Linked DNA regions of Mus musculus: region 2 is linked to region 1. The links are chromatin contacts, called in public Hi-C maps. All regions are on one chromosome and are shown on one strand. Each heading gives the region's core, a stretch centred on a gene start, on an enhancer-like site or on the middle of the called end of the contact. The rest is flanking DNA. Distances are from core to core; before and after follow the strand shown. Region 1 overlaps Gm34568 (predicted gene, 34568). Region 2 overlaps Gm12602 (predicted gene 12602).

Region 1 (2,700 bases), core at 83-2,582:
ACCAATCTGATACCAGATATATGTTACTATTAATATTTATTTACTTTTTGCAACAATGTGGTTGTTTGAATAAGAATGATCTTTATAAGTTTATATATTTGAATGCTAGGTCCCTAGTTGGGAAGGTCTGGCCTTCTTGATATCACTGGAGGTGGGAGTTTAGGTTTCAAAAGCCCACAACAGGCCGAGTTTCTCTCTCTCTTCCTCCAACTTGCAGATAAAAATCTAGGCATTCAGCTATTACTATAGTGCCTGTCTACTCCCATGCTCCCTGGCAAGATGGTCATGAACTTACCCTATAAAACTGTAAGCAAGCTCCGTCCCCAATTAAATGCTTCTCTTTATAAGTTGTCTTGGTCACGTGTTCTTTCACAGCAATAGAAAAGTAACTAAGACACAGGTCTCACTTGCAGTGTTGCCCAGGCTAGTCTCAGAATCGTGTTGATCCTCCTGCCATAGCCTCCTATGTGCTGGGATTACAGTTATAAACTATCACACTCACTCTGTATACACGTCCACATTTGATTCAGGCCCCTTTAAAGATGCAGAGAAGAGGACGACCACAGAAGAGAGAGTACGAGGCTACATCATCTATGCACAGTACTTGTCCAGACAGCTCCAATGATAACAGCTGAAGTTCACTTTCAGGGGAGTCACGGCTGTGGTTTATTAGCCATGTCCTCGGCAGATGAGGCAATTCGGGAGCTACTCAGCTGCTAGTCATGTTCTATTGCATGTGATCTGACATTGCAAAGAGAAGGTCTTATACATTACCATGAATTGCCACAAATGCACTCTTTCAGGTAAAGGTTTTGTGGTGGTTTGAATGACAATTGTCCCCAAAGGCTTATGTATTTGAATACTTGATCCATCATTGGAGAGTTTGTGGAAACTTCAGGAGGTGCAGACTTGCTGGAAGAAGTAGGTGAACTTTGATAGATTATACCATTATCTCACTTCCTGTTCTTTATCTACTACTTGTGTGTGGATGAAGGGTGATCTGCCAACTTCTTTGTCCTGACACCTACTGCCCTGCTTTCCTCATCATTATGTATTCCCACCCTCTGAAACCACAAGCCAGAATAAACTCATTTTCTGTGAGTTGCTTTTGGTCATGGTATTTTATTACAACAACAGAAAAGCAACTAATACAGGTTCCATCTACTTGTCTAATGATAGCGCCAAGTTACTGTTACTAATAATTAACACATTACCTCAAATTTTAACATCATAAAGCAATAGCTCTTTTATTGTGTTCATGGACCTGGGGTCAGATATTCAGGCAGAGCACAGAGAAAACAGCTTATCTCTGCCCCCAGGCAAACGCAACTCAACTGAAGATAGTGATTGGCTCAGTTGGTGCCTTGGCTAGTCTTCTGGTAGGGCTTTCAGTTCTTCTGTGTGTCTACTGTGACTAAATTAATATATCTGGCTCTGGGGTAGATATCAGAAAAAATTAGTTCCCTCTCTCTCCTCCCCCTTCCCTTCCCTTCCCTTCCCTTCCCTTCCCTTCCCTTCCCTTCCCTTCCCTTCCCTTCCCTTCCCTTCCCTTCCCTTCCCTCCCCTCCCCTCCCCTCTCCTCTCTTCTCCTCTCCTCTCTTCCCCTCTTCTTTCCTCTTCTCTCTCCATATAAATTACGTGGTTAGCTTGGGATTCCTTACACTATGGCAATCCTAGGTCAGTCATATTTTCCACTGTGGCTTGCTTCCCAGTATTCTAATAGTGTATAGTTACCCAGGGCCAGACTGAATTTTACTTGGCAAGGGTAACATTAGTAGTTAAATTTTTTGGAGACCTTTTATCACACAGTATTTTCTCAATCAATCTTATTTTTTATCTCAGTGATCTCAGTTGACCCTTGCTGTGAAGGTCTGAAGTGTGGGAATGCTTACCATTGAAAGCAGAACATGAAAGAGGGTTGCATAGTCTTGAAAGTCAAGAGATTCCTTTCTACTTGTAACTCCAGATTTGGGAGTGATTTTATTAGAAGGATATTATCATAGTTAGAATTCCAAGGCATGGAACAAAAGGGAGATACAAATAGTTGGTCATGAGACATGGACAGTATTGAGCAGAAAAGGTCAAATCTCATAGAAAGCCTAAGAAAAAGAAAACACATTGATGCCCATGCAGGGCTAGTGTTTCAGGATGTCCCTTCTGATGATACTAAAATACAGGTGCTCAAATACCTTGTGTAAAATTGTGTAGCATTTACCTATAACTCACTCACTTTCTCTTGTATACTTTAGATCATCTCTAGGTTACTTAAAATGCTTGATACAGTGCAAGACTTGGTCAAAACAACTATATTGTTTAGGGAAAAATGACGAGTTCAAAAAGTCTGCACATGTTCATTGAAGACTGAAGAGCTCTTAGAGTGTTGAGTCACAATTAGTCGAATCTGCGCACAGGTAGAACTTGTGAATAGAGGGCCAATTAATCCTAGCACTTAGGAGACTGAAGGAAGGAGATCTCAAGTCTGACACCACCAGCCTGGGCTGCATAGTAAGACTGTTTTAAAACACACACAGTTGTTGACCTTTTGAGTTCTGTGGACTGCATCTTGGGTATTCTGTCCTTTTGTGAGGGCTAATATCCACTTATAAGTGAGTACATACCATGCATGTCCTTTTGGGTCTGAGTTACCTCACTCAGGATGATATTTCAGGGCACCTCAGTCCCATTTGAGAGGGAGAAGAA
Region 2 (2,700 bases), core at 52-2,551, 150 kb before region 1:
ACCAGGTGTCTATCTAATATATCTTGAAGTAATATATGATGTCATGTGTTTTATATATAAATTTTCTGTTCATCACAGCGATACTGCTTTATACCTATTAAATCTAATCTGTCATAAATTATATGTAATTCCCCTTTAATATAGCATTCAAGAGAGTTGATGTAATTTACTGTTTTGTACTTTATAGGAGAAATCCCATTGGGGCATTCAAGGTGTCTTTTAAAAATAGGTCAAGTAGGCTTTTCTTTCTCACACATGTCTTAGCTGTCATATAATACTTGTATTTATTGTGGGTTGTGGTATAATTAAATGTGTGTATATAGTATTTAACGATTAAAACGGGTCACTAAGGCTGCTTGTAGGGATGGGCGTCTGTGATCTTGGTGCTGAGGCAGGATAACCTGGTGTTCAAAACCAACCCAAGTTATATCAAGACTTTATCTCAAGAAAATCAAGTAGGCTTTCAGCTTTCCTCAGAGAGGCCTCACTCGCACTGGGCAGCGGTTAACACAGAGACTCACAACTGGGTGAAGTGCTGAGAGTAAGTGGAGGCCTTGGCCTTAAGTGAGATATCTAAATCCTCTCCTCTCAACAAGGCTTTGGGAACACCAGCCTGAAATTGTGGAAGAGTGCTGCTTCAAACGTGTTTTATGGACATGACATAGCCATCGAATTCATGAACTCAGTAGGTTATCTTGATAATCATCCTTCACGTGGGAGGGGCTCATGAGCCCTCAGCCCTCACTGAGGGTCTATGGGAAAAATTAGTTGGTGCCATAGGAGGATTGCCATTTCCCTCAGCACTGTACCCACTGATAAACTGTTCCAGCCAATAAGCCCCTACTCGTGCTTATGCAAAGAGCCTTAACTAATATTAGTGGGTCAACAAACTCACAAACATCAAAGTAGGAGTGATATTGTGAGATAAGGAAGGAACGAAGGGTTGGGGGTGGATGAAAGAGGCCAAGGACTCTACGTGAAGATGCTTAAAATACAGAATATAAAAGCATGAAAATTTCAACAAGTAATGAAGAACAAGAAAACAATAATTAGGGCCGTCAGCATTTTCATCTCCTCAAATACTATTGTTTCTCTGTTTTAGGAACTGCAATCTTTTGTTTTGATCGCCTTTCTCAGCTGTCCACTAAGCGACATCAATAGCTGAAGCGATTTCTACCAAGTGGAGAAGGCCAAAAAAGCTGGCCTGACTGGCTAGTGACACTTTCGTTCTATCTCAGGAGCCGGCTGACTAACTTCCTGTGCTGTGAAGAAGGCATTTCTGGAATTTTAGTGGGGAAGGAATTTTCTTGGTAGTTCGGAAGTGGTTAAACTGCTGGTTTCCTTTACCCACTTGCTGACCGTATTATCTACTGTCAGACTCACTGATATGACGTCTAAGAGACGAACCAGCCAAGTCAAGCAGTTGCAGATACTCATCAGGAAAAGCAGTGTCTCATCTTGAGACACACGGACGTCAGGCGTCTCAAACGCAAACCTGTCTGTGTGCAGTTGCTGCTTCCTCTCCTCTCTTAAAGGTCTCATTATGGCTGAAACTTTTTAGGAAAAGACCTTGAAATCCTTAAGTCTTAATATCTTGAAAAATAAAGACACAAAGGATTTTGTTCTTAGGCATGGGTCAGAGAGCAGTCGTTTGAAATGGTGAACCGATGTTTGATATCTAATATGTAATCACAATCTTGTGCTGCCACCCTGTAAAAGGGGATGGTTGCACCCATAATACATCTGCAGTGAGCGTCTCTGCAGGCAGCATCCAGAGTGAAAGCAAAACTGATCCTCATGTCATCTAGGAAAAGGCTTCTTAGAAATTCCCAGAAGGTTCTTCTTTATGAAAGGGAAACCCCCAGCTATTGTAACGTCTTCATTACCCATGCCCCTGTGTCAGGAAAGGCGTGGTTCCTATAATTTCACTGCAGTTCTTACTCCACAGAGCGAGTCCTCACAGCAGTGTGTGAAGTGTTCATCAGGTAAATGAAAACATATAGCCATAGTCTTTTCAAAGCTGACACCACCGGGGCTGATGGTCCCCGACAGCATGCTGCAGCTCCTTGGTGGACCTACAGCTGAGGCCAGGTATGAGCTCTGCTGGTACTGGAGTGCTACAGCTCCTTGTCCCAGGGGCTTTTCTAATTGCTCATCAGCCAAGGGAAATCCCGGGCTTCGTAAAGCGCTGTTAAGATATGTTTGATATGTTTTCCACCGCTTTATTTTTTTTTTCTGGGTAGAAAAAGTTATCGGAAATTCGATTAAGGTTTTATTTTGTAAAAGTTTTGTTTGTAGGGGCTGGAGAAATGGCTCGGCAGTTAAGAGCACTGGCTTCTCTTCCAGTGGTCCTGAGTTCAATTCCCAGCAACCACATGGTGGCTCACAACCATCTGGGGGTCCGATGCCCTCTTTTGGTGTGTCTGAAGACAGTGGCAGTGTACTCATATACATAAAATAAAAAATCTTGAAAAATGTTTCAAATTGTGTATGTGTGTGCACATACACACACACACACACACACACACACACACACACACACACACACACACACATTTTCCCAGAGATTGGAGGAATTCAGTCCCTTGAAGTTCTTGAAGTTGGAGCTGCTGCTAGTTGTAAGGTGCAGCACAGGGTGGTAGTAATTGCACTTAGGTCTTCTACAAGAGCACCATGTGCTCTTAACATCAGAGCCATTTT

The links. A called contact is a pair of places that touch in the nucleus more often than the background predicts.
Region 2: a Hi-C map of the G1E-ER4 cell line shows a contact between it and region 1, with 4 times the contacts expected there. The contact joins two enhancer-like sites. A contact is called at or near these places in 2 of 15 datasets of contacts at CTCF or cohesin (CD8 T cells and pro-B cells) and 6 of 484 Hi-C or Micro-C datasets (the G1E-ER4 cell line, myeloid progenitors, nephron progenitors and 1 more).

What each region holds. Positions count from the first base shown.
Region 1 is chr4:88,976,318-88,979,017 of GRCm38.p6, reverse strand. The region is part of intron 1 of Gm34568 (predicted gene, 34568); the gene reads right to left. Among named protein-coding and RNA genes, the nearest start is that of Gm34568, 21 kb to the right of the region's middle. Within about 2 kb of position 1,332, at least 9 of the 459 cell types and tissues checked have an H3K27ac peak or open chromatin away from gene starts, as enhancers often do. A contact at or near this core is called in the G1E-ER4 cell line, where this site is marked.
Region 2 is chr4:89,122,737-89,125,436 of GRCm38.p6, reverse strand. The region is part of intron 1 of Gm12602 (predicted gene 12602); the gene reads left to right. Among named protein-coding and RNA genes, the nearest start is that of Gm12602, 4.1 kb to the left of the region's middle. Within about 2 kb of position 1,301, at least 41 of the 459 cell types and tissues checked have an H3K27ac peak or open chromatin away from gene starts, as enhancers often do. A contact at or near this core is called in the G1E-ER4 cell line, where this site is marked.